2 separate regions of the Mus musculus genome follow, and region 1 is linked to region 2. A link is a contact called in public promoter capture Hi-C data. All regions are on one chromosome and are shown on one strand. Each heading gives the region's core, a stretch centred on a gene start, on an enhancer-like site or on the middle of the called end of the contact. The rest is flanking DNA. Distances are from core to core; before and after follow the strand shown. Region 1 holds the start of Psen1 (presenilin 1). Region 2 holds the start of Susd6 (sushi domain containing 6).

Region 1 (5,602 bases), core at 1,414-3,913, 2.9 Mb after region 2:
AGAACTCAGTATTTTGCCTCCACTTCCAAAATACTAAGAAACAAGTCAGACAATACTCAGATTCCCTTTTTTATTATTATTATGTATATGAATACACACCAGACTAGGGCATCAGACCCCATTACAGATGGTTTTGAGCCACCATGTGCTTGCTGGGGATTAAACTCATGACCTCTGAAAGAGCAGTCAGACCTCTAAACTGCTAGGCAATCTCTCTAGCCCACTCAGTTCCTTTTTGATAACAAAAGGAAAAATGAATAGTTCAACAGTTTTTTATTTTTTCCTGGCAGCTTTACATTGTTGGTAGTTGTACCCAATTATAGAAACTGAGGAAACATATTTTGATTTCTAGGCGATATTCTAAATAAAGGCAAATTTTTCATTGAAAGATATTTCTGTAGGAAATCATTAAGTTTCTGTGAGCAAAAGTGAATTCTGGTCATATGCAAATATTACTTACCTTGGAGTCATTGTTAGGAAAACCTGGCCTGATTGACTAGGTCCTGGCTTCTAGTGACTGCATTCCTAGTCTTGCCTTGCAGGCTCCTCTCCTAAGTGACCTAGTCAATCAGGCCAAGTCATTTCCTGCTTCACTCATTAGTTGCTACTGGGTTTTCTCATCTTCCTATTGCCAGGTTTTGAATAATGGGGAAAATAAATGCTACACTGCAGAAATTCTCACTATTCTTTGGCACTGTTTGGTCATTCTTAGGTTTTAGTGTTTCTAGACCCTCAATGCTATATTACATTGAAAAAATAGAAAATTATTTAGTATGTGCCTTTCAAATGTCTCAGATCTTATTCACATAGTTAGAAGTGTTGTGTGCCTTGATATTTCCGTGGGTGCCCGAGTGGGATACATTAGCTTCTCTTGGCACTCTATAAACATTGTCTGTCTATTTGATATTCATTGGTGGTTAATGTTTAATCACCTTTGCCCTTCCCTGGTGTCAGTCTTCCCATGTCATTTATGTAATATTTGTGTTTATATCCCTAAAAAGGAATATAGAAAACAGAAGTATCTGTAGTCTACTCAGTTCCTGTCCCCCCTCCCCTTTGAGGGTTTACTTTTACAAGAATCTATTGGAACACTGAGTGTAAATACAACTGCCATTTTTGTCCATTAGACAGTTCTCTTGCTCATAGCTTTCATTCATGAGTATTTTTTTTAAGATTTATTTATTTATTATATGTAAGTACACTGTAGTTGTCTTCAGACGCACCAGAAGAGGGCGTCAGATCTCATGGTTGTGAGCCGTCATGTGGTTGCTGGGATTTGAACTCAGGACTTTTGGAAGAGTAGTCAGTGGTCTTAACCACTGAGCCATCTCACCAGCCCCATTCATGAGTTTTATAACCTAGGTGAACTAAGATTTGTTGTAGGACAGTGAGATTTTTTTATATATATACCAGTACTCCACGAACATCTTTGCACAAAAATGTTTGTCGAAATTGCTTCTCTGTATAGTTTACAGCATTTGCCATTCTACCAAAAGATCGCAATTAATGTAGTTTGCAAATGGCTTTTAGTCTATGCTTGTTTAGCAAGTGTATTGAGCTTGTTCTGTACTGTCTACAATTTTCTGCCTTCTTCCCATATAAGTAAATGATTGAGGGTATAAGTAAATGATTGAGGGAAAACTACCCAAGGTTATGCTATGTCTCCTCCCAGTTGCCATTCCGCTGGCGGAAAAGACTAAAGTATCAAGATCTTAAGCATGAAAATAGTGAAGTCTGAGTTTATTGAAGCAGGGTTGAGAATGTTGGGAGAAAATGGAGATGGATGCTCTACTATTTAGAACGAGGCCTTCTGGGAAGTAGAAAAAAGGAAGTTTGACCCAGTGTATCTTAGTTTGACCTGTAATTTGCTAGGAATCCCAGTCCGATTTCAACTCACTGTCCTGCCCCATCTCCTCCTGAGTGTTATGATTTCAGATACAACACCATCCCGATGTATTTGTCTCTGTTGGGAGTAGAATCTAGTTCCTCGTGTGTGCTCCTTAAGCACATTAGCCGTTTTCTGGTTATTTGGGATTATGAATAATTTCTCTGTTGTTTTTTGCCCAAGTGAAATGTGTGGTGTGCTGTTGATAATTGTCTCTCCGATTAAGGAAAATCTGAGGGATGTAAAAATCAAGATAGGAAACATTCTTTGCTTTCTAGAAGCTTGCCATCTGGGAAGACTTTCAGACTCGGAACCTAGACTAATAGGATATTTCTCAGGTTCTGTTTACCCACCAATCGCTTTGGTTTATTGAGAGTACAAACAGTAAATTTTATCCGTTTTGAGGAACTGTTCAAATAAATACTGTGGAGAAATGGGAAGTGTTGGATTTAAAATGTCACTACAAAACAAGGCACGGTGTCCCCACACATGGAAACCAAATAAATAGGTTCAAGCCCATCCTTTCCTACAAGGTATGTTTGATACCGGCAGGGAACGCTCGAATCGCAGTCTCAACCAAAAACAAGGGAAAATGTCACTTGTAGACTGGAAGAACGCTAGACGCGCCTCAAACCCTAGAGAGGCCTCAGGTCGCGCACATCCTTACATCTATGCGAGTGGATTAGGCCAGCTCCAGCCCCCAGCCCTCGTGGCCTGCGCGCGCCACCGGAAGCTCCGTCCCCTCCCGGGTCTAGGGGCCAACGTCGCCGAGGCCGGAAGTTGCGACACCGGTGAGACCTCTAGGGCGGGGCCTAGGACGACCTGCTCCGTGGGCCGCGAGTATTCGTCGGAAACAAAACAGCGGCAGCTGAGGCGGAAACCTAGGCTGCGAGCCGGCCGCCCGGGCGCGGAGAGAGAAGGTGCGTGCCCAGGGTGTGCGGGGCGGAGGGTGTCTCTGCCGGTCGTGTTCACCGTCGCCTGCCTGCCGGGGGTCCGGGCGGGCCTGTGTCTCCGAGGGCCGCGCTGCGGGCGTCTCTAGGGATGAGGGGCGGGGTCCAGGCGGGCGGAGATCGAGGAACCCCGCGTGGGAAACGGGGTGAAGCCGGTTTCTCGGAACCCAGCCGGGGCCAGACTGAGAGCAGCCTTCTCCGAGCTTTGGTACCCCGGAAGTGCTGGCTTCCCCGGGCGGCCGGGAGCAGATGGCTGGCATCAGGGGTGGCCTCTCGATCAGAGTGGAGCTAGAGATAGAGGAAGCGCCCTAGGCTGGGTCGCCTTGAGCAACTGGTGAAACTCTGCGTCTGGTGCCCCGAGTGTGTCATAGTCCAGAAGTGAGTGAGTGGCACTCGGGGCTAACTTCTCAGTGTGTCTGTTGGCAGGCGAAGAGTCGTATGGCGCTTGTTCTTTCTTCAGAACTGTCACGATGCATGTGTCTGACGCTTGTAGGCGCCTTTAGTGTTTGCTAGTTCTTCCCTTTCACGTTTTCAAATGTGGCACTGCCGCGAACAGAGGCTCAGGCACATCCGCCTGGTAGTGGAGGACGGAGTGCATGAGACAATTGAGGTAACTTTTTACATAACTAGGAGAAATGAGAGTTCCAGTAACAGAAACGTAGAAGAAACGTGAGCAGGACAGGCGATCTGTTCAACTAACGCATAAGATTGACTGGGTTCAAGTTTGGAGAATGAGAGAGAAATAAGGAAGTTAGGCAGTGGTTTGGAAATAGTACTTTTGAAGTGACAGCGGGTGAAGATGGCCTGAGGTCAGAGCTGTAAACTGTAAACATGGGTCACTTAAGTAGATTTGCTGTTTGATGTTGGAGCAGAGAACTGGGTGGACACTTAGGGAACACAACAAAGAGCCAGGTAGAAGGAGGACAACGAGGCTGCTGAGGAGGACGAATGCAGAAACCACAATAGTGCAGTGTCACAGAAGCTGAGAAACACGGAAGCTTCAGGGAGCATTGTCAGCGATAGGAATGAAAGGCCTGGTGTTGTTTTAGAAGGATCTCTGTACCATTGTACCCTTGAAAGATGAGCGTGAACCACAAATACTAGTTTTAAATGTTCCCACAGACACTTTTTTAAAAAATTTTTTAGAGGTTTATTTATTTATTATATGTGAGTACATTGTAGCTGTCTTCAGACACCCCAGAATAGGGCATCAGATTTCATTACGGATGTTTGTGAGCCACAATGTGGTTGCTGGAATTTGAATTCAGGACCTTCAGAAGAGCAGTCAGTGCTCTTAACAGCTGAGCCATCTCTCCAGCCCCACAGACACATTTTTAAAGGTAACAAGAAGCAGTTGAAATTAGTCTTAATGATTTGTTAATCCAGTGTAGCTAACAGTTTCATTTTTAACAGGAAATCCGTGTCAAATTAACTTGTCCTCTCTAGATAGTTAGGAGGCTCTTCAGTGACCAGAAGCAACCCCTGACTACAGTATCCCCAGCACCTGGCACAGTGTTTCCTTGTCTAAAAGAAACCTGATTCCTATTTGCTGCTCCAAGAATCCCTATTTGGTTTTCAGATGTCTTTTCCAGTTCCTTGTTTGAGTGAAAGCAGAAAGAATTTATGCAAGTTAATTAGATGTAAATATTCGTTTTTAATTTAAAAATACTTGTATTCCATCCATTTCCACAGAAGGTAGAGACATTGACTCACAATAAAAATAACTTCATTACAGAATTATTAAAATAACTTTGGGTTGAGTCTTTATAATTTCCAGGTATAGGCGGTGCTTTAGGAGTCCCAGCTACTTGGAAGGCTGAGCTGGAAAATCACGGCCAGCCTGGATAACAGAGATGGTGAATGACTCGAGAGTAGAGCGAATTCATCCACCTGATCTAACCTAGGATGGCCTGTAGTCTGTTTGACAGTACAGATAGAGACCATGTTGAGTCTTATTCTGTGGGTGTGATATGTATGTGTGTGCACCTCTACTTTATATGCAAAGCTGAAGTCTTTGCCTATATGCTCACAAATTCAGAGGCCAGAGGAGGACAGGGGGAGCGTTTCTCCACTGTTTATTGCCTTACTTAAAAAACAAAAATGTTATTTTTGTGTGCAGGGTTGGGGGGGCTTCCATAGTAATATTCGGAAGTCTGAAGTTAGCTCTCTCTTCCCACCTTTATATTAGTACTGGGTACTGAGCATAGGTCTCCGGGTATGTGGGACAAGTACCTTTACTGTCTGAGCCATCTCGAGAAGTCTCCCCCCACCCCCACCCCCACCCCCGCCCCCTGGGCCTTTTTATTTAATTTTTGTTGTTGTTTTGCTTGGTTTTGTGAGACAGGGACTCTCTGTGTAGCCCTGGCTTTCCTGGAACTCACTATGTAGACCAGGCTGGCCTGAAGTTCACAGAGATCTGCCACCACACCCAGCTTAATTTTTAAAAACTTAATTGTGTGTGTGGGAGCACGTGCGCCATGGCACACAGATGTTATAACACACATGATCACTTTATGGAATCCTTCTTGTCTACGATATGTGGGCGCTGGGGATTAAATTCTGCTTGTCAGACGCGGGCTGCACCATGAGCACCAATTTTATTTTATAAGGCACAGTCTCTTTATTGAGCCGAAGCTGTTTCAGCTAGGTGGGCTGTCTGTCAGTCTCCTGGGAGCCTCTTGTCTCCACCTCCCAGTGTTAGGACTGTAGGCGCAGGAACTATGCCTGGCTTGGATGTGATGCTGGGAATTTGAGCTCTGCTCCTTTT
Region 2 (5,519 bases), core at 916-3,415:
AAGTAGGCAGGATGCCAGGTGTCTATTTTTCAGAGGAAGAAAGGAAAAAGAAGGGAATACATCAGGGGTTTCTCCTAGGCCCACAGGGAGAGGGGGGAGCTTTCTAAAGTGGTCCTCTGCCTGTGATTTGGGACCCTGAAAGGGGTTGAACCGGACCCTTTCTTTCACAGGGGGCACCTAAGACATCAAAAAATACAGATGTTTACATTACGATTCATAATACTACCACAATTATAGTTATGAAGTAGCAACAAAAAATAGTTTTATGGTTGGGAGTTTTGTCATAACATGAGGAACTGTATTAAGGGGATCACAGCATTAAGGCTGAGAGAACCACTGCTCTAAGGGATGGGTGTGTTGTTGTGGCAGTAATTCACAGCACCTTTATTGGAAGCTTTCTAGGTGAAAGGCCCTGAGGTGTAACTTTGTTCAAAGGGTATCTGGCAGAAAAGGAAGAAGAAGAAGAAGAAGAAAAAGAAGAAGAGGAGGAGGAGGAGGAGGAGGAGGAAGAGGGGAACTGAGAAGAAGAAGAAGAAGAAGAAGAAGAAGAAGAAGAAGAAGAAGAAGAAGAAGAAGAAAGAAGAGGAGGAAGAGGAAGAAGAGGAGGAGGAGGAGGAAGAGGAGAACTGAGAAGAAGAAGAAGAAGAAGAAGAAGAAGAAGAAGAAAAAGAAGAAGAAGAAGAAAGAAGAGGAGGAAGAGGAAGAAGAAGAAGAGGAGGAGGAGGAGGAGAACTGAGAAGAAGAAGAAGAAGAAGAAGAAGAAGAAAGAAGAGGAGGAAGAGGAAGAAGAAGAAGAGGAGGAGGAGGAGGAGAACTGAGAAGAAGAAGAAGAAGAAGAAGAAGAAGAAGAAGAAAGAAGAGGAGGAAGAGGAAGAAGAAGAGGAGGAGGAGGAGAACTGAGAAGAAGAAGAAGAAAGAAGAGGAAGAGGAAGAAGAAGAAGAGGAGGAGGAGGAGAACGAAGAAGAAGAAGAAGAAGAAGAAGAAGAAGAAGAAGAAGAAGAAAAAGAAGAAGAAGAAGAAACAAAAAACTCCAGTAGATCCTAGGTAGGGCACTTGCACAGATAAAAGAAAAGGCTGGGCATGGTGGGGCACACCTTTAATCCCAGCACTTGGGAGGCAGAGGCAGTCGGATCTCTGAGTTCGAGGTCAGCCTGGTCTACAGAGTGAGTTCCAGGACAACCAAGGCTACACAGAGAAACCCTGTCTCGAAATAAATAAATAAATAAATAAATAAATAAATAAATAGAAATAAAAAGAAAGAAAGAAAAAAAAAAGAAAAGGCTAACAGGCCTTCTTAATTTATGAGTCACTGATTTTCAAGGAGTGCTTCAACATTTATTGAGCACCTCTAAGACAGGCCAAGTACCTAGTACCAAGTACCTAGGCACAAAGAGATAGTTCCTACTGTCATATGGCCACCCCTCTGTAGTGAGAGTCACTGTTAAATGGATGCAGCTGACCAGTGCTCAATTTGCTCACCTAAGACGCGCTTGAAAGCAATTCAAGGAGGCTCAGAAGCAGAGCAAAAAGCTAGGGGCCAAGCCTGCAGCTCTAGGTTCCCCAGGCCTCGCTGGAATGTCAGTTTCCTCCATTTAAGATCTGCCAGGTGTTTTTGAGTGCGCAGAAATAGCACTCAGGGACACCCATTAAAAAGATTCCTGAAGCCCACCCCAGCGTTATAGAATCAGAATGGCCTGATCTACATTTCCACCCCCACCTAACCCCCTCGGGACACTTTTGAGATAGTTAAGTTACACACCCTAACCTAGAGTACAGCTTAATAGGGAGATAATAACCTGCTTTGAAGATAGGTCAGGCAAGCGATTCAAGACCTAAATGGGCGACGTGTGTAGAAGAGGCTCTTAAACAACAGTATACTTCCTTGCAAATGACAGTAATTAAAACATCCAAATAATAACCAAACAATAACAGTAAAAGAACCGGAGGGCCCTCTAGGAAGGTGGCTTAACTAGAGTATTACAGCCAGAGCAGTTCGAGTGACTGTCTCTTTAAGGTTCCCTCCCCCCGCCGCCAGGGGCGTGTCAGACAAGGTCAGAGGCGCGTGCGCGTGACTCCTCGGGGCGGTCGCAGCGGCGCGACGCCTGCGCTTGTTGCGTGCGTGCCTGACCCCGCCCAGGCCTCGTCCCTGCCCTGCCCCCTCTGCGGGGCCTCCCCCGCCCGCGTCGTACAGCTGGGCCAGTGACGCTGGCGCAGCCGTCGCCACCGCCGCCGCGTTCCATCCTCAGGAGCCGGCCACCGCTCGCGTCCTCGTCCTCGTCCTCCTCCTTCGTCAGCGCCCGGCCGCGTGAGCCAGACCAGGGCACGCGAGGCGTCGCGGGGGACCCGACAGGGAGTGCAGGCAGGCGGGCGCGCTCAGCGGCGGAGCGGGTTCGGCGACGCGGGAGCTGCTAGCGCCCCCTTTCCCGGAGGTCTCGGCGCCGCTCCCGGGTGAGTTGTCACCGCCGCCCGGGCTGGAGGGGCCGGCTTTGTGTCAGCGGCGCGCGGGGCCGGTTGTCAGGGCACTGGCGGGCAAGCACTTCCTCAGGGACGCGGGCCTTCTGCGCGGCCGCCTGCTACCGCGCCGGCCGGTGTCAGCACTGCGAGCCGCGCGGGAGTAGCCGGGTCGGGCCGCTCCGAGGGCGGCGGCGTGGTTGTGCCGGTGCCCGAGAGCGGAGAGCAGATCGGGCTCGGTGGAGCGCGCTGCAAGGCGGAGGCCCTCCAGTCCAGCGAAGCCGCGGTTCCGCACGGCGGGACCGGCTTGGCCGAGGTGGGTTTCCTGAGGAAACCTTGCAGCCGCTCGCCTGTGCGCGGGAGCGTTCTGGAGCCCCAGCGCCTGGTCGCCTCTTCAGTCGCAAAAACTTTTCTTATTATGTGGGCTGAAACTTGCCGAACCCATTTCCTGTTTTGTTTCGGTTTTACTGTAACTACATATAGACTTTCTTACTTGTGAGACTGATGGTCCCTCCCGGGACAGCCACCATGGTGGAAAAACTTACCTGTAACGGAATTGGGAGGGCAGCAAGGCCGGGGATCCCAAAGAGGCATTAAGTTCATTGGGAACTTTACATTAGTTCAGCAGAGGCCCAATGTTGTTGCCACACACTTCTTTGGTGACAAGGTAGTGTGCTGCCCTTTGTTGCTCTTGTTGGTTGGGGTTCGAAGAGAGGTGCGGGGACATTATCCTTTTCAGTTAAGCCATGGGTATTTAGTCCTTTCTAGATCTGCAAGATCCGCAGTGACTTTCCACTTTTCACTGGTCAATCGGTTTTTGGTGTTAGAATCCCTTTGGTTAATAATAATAATAATAAAATCACACATACACACACACACACACACACACACACACACACACACACACTTTTGTGCTCTGGGAATTCTACACCCAGGCTGTCACCATCTAGTGGAGACTAGTAGAGACATGCCCTTGGCTTTGACTTCTTAGTTTTCTGAGCTTTGCATTTTTCATTAGATGCACATTCAAGTAGAAATGAGAACTGTCTTGAGTTGGGGGTGGGAGTGGATTCCTGTATTTCAATAAAGGAATCACTTCATAAGGTGGTGATACTGTGGAAAACTTGTTGAGGGTTTATTGTGTCCCAAGCTAAATTCATTTAGCGTGTGTGAGTTTGAGTGTGTGAACTTGTGCTGGTGTGGAGGTCAAAGAACAAACTGCAGGAGCCAGTTTTCTACCTCCCAGCAATTGAACTCTGGTGATCACGTCTGGTGCTTCTCCACTCTGAGCTATCACACTGGCCCAAGTTTCACTTTTGATCTCATGTAATAATATTTGAGGTAGGGCCGATATTATCCTTATTTTTTCAGTTGAGATGAAAGTTACACATGTTAAATAATGTAAGCCACAAATGTAAGTTCTGGAGTGTCTAGATTCTTCTCAAAACACCACTGTTTGAGGCTCTTTCTCTGATGATAAGCATCCCTAACTTGCTCCTGGAAGCCCAGTAATGGTAGGTTGCACAATACTAGTTCACTTTTTTTTTTAAATTTCATATCATACACAGCATATGCCAGTCGTTACCTGGTTTTATAGATACTGGGATGATTAAAACTGAAACCAGACAGATTTTCATGGTGCTCAACTTTTAATTTAGTTTATTTTGATTTATGGTGTTAGTTTTCATTACTGTTTGCTGCTTTTTGTTTGTTTTTTGTTTTTTCGAAACAGGGTTTCTCTGTATAGCCCTGGCTGTCCTGGAACTCACTTTGTAGACCAGGCTGGCCTCAAACTCAGAAATCCGCCTACCTCTGCCTCCCGAGTGCTGAGATTAAAGGTGTGAGCCACCATGCCTGGCTCACTGTTTGCTGCTTAAGGAACTTTGTACCCATTAAGTTTAAAAGGAAGAACAGTTATCAGTTCGAGACTGACCCTGTAGATGGGATTCCTGTCTACAGAGGGACTCTGGATATTGTAGTAGGAATGAGAGAGGAAAAAAATCCTCACCTTCTGCTATAGAAAAGGCTCAGGGTATGCAGTCCTGAGAGCAAGCCCACCAGGTGTCAGTTTGACTTGTTGAGTCCAGCTTCTCCAGAGCCAGCATTCAAGCTCACTGAAAAGAGAAAGCCAGGTAAAAAGGTCCTGCAGCCTGGTAGGTGGCAAGACCTCAGCACTCTGTGGTTTCCTGCCCGGTCTCCATGGTGTGGCGATTGAACTGGAGCACTTATGTAATGATGCATCTTCTGACAGGGGATTTCCTCCTCTACTGTGTCTGGGGCCTCGGTTCCTGCTTCACTGCTTCCTACACACACACACACACACACACACACACACACACACACACACACGAGAACACGTGCCCTCCAAAGGTACTAATTCACTTGGCTTCTAAAAGTAAGACTTTTTACAAGTTTATTATTACTAGTAAGCATTATTTTACACACATTATGTTTGTCCATTTCTCACATTAAAACTTGCTTTTGGTTGTGCATGTCTGTAATCAGTATTGGGGAGACCTGAGGTAGGGTCATGACTTCCAGCCAGCCTGGGTACACATACAGTGAAACCCTGTGCCAAAATCAGATGACAAAAAAACCAAAAACAAAGAAACCAAAAAACCCCCAACAACCAAAAGACACCCTTGACCACCAAAACATCCTTTACTCTCATATTTCTCCTGTGCTTTTTTTCTGTATTTTTAGCTCTCTTGACACCTGCTCACTACTGGTATCCTCTGTAGGCTTAGAGAAACAATAAAGTATCTTAAAATTTCAGTTAGGGAGCTGTGGAGATGGCTTAGTGATTGAGTGCTTGCTGTTCAATGTCCAAATTCCGAGGACTGGAATTTGTTTTTTAGCACCCAGCCAGTTCACAGCCATTCATAACTTCACAGTTTTAGGGTACTTGATGCCCTTTTCTGGGCTGAATGCACACAGACACCTGTGCATAATCATTAAAATCTTAAAATATTTGTTGAGACTGGGCATGGTGGCAGATGCCTTTATTCCAGCATTGGGAGGCAGAGGCAGAGTTCAAGGCCAGTTTGAACATAGTGAGTTCTAGGAC

The links. Promoter capture Hi-C pulls out the DNA fragments that hold promoters and counts their contacts.
Region 1: a promoter capture Hi-C map of pre-B cells shows a contact between it and region 2, with 7 times the contacts expected there. The contact joins the promoter of Psen1 here to the promoter of Susd6 in region 2. A contact is called at or near these places in 3 of 39 promoter capture datasets (the C10 cell line, liver and pre-B cells).

The regions. Positions count from the first base shown.
Region 1 is chr12:83,685,489-83,691,090 of GRCm38.p6, forward strand. It overlaps Psen1 (presenilin 1), which reads left to right and starts at 2,664. Exons shown (of 12, transcript NM_001362271.1): 1 at 2,664-2,805.
Region 2 is chr12:80,788,367-80,793,885 of GRCm38.p6, forward strand. Susd6 (sushi domain containing 6) reads left to right here and starts at 2,166. Exons shown (of 6, transcript NM_178682.4): 1 at 2,166-2,449.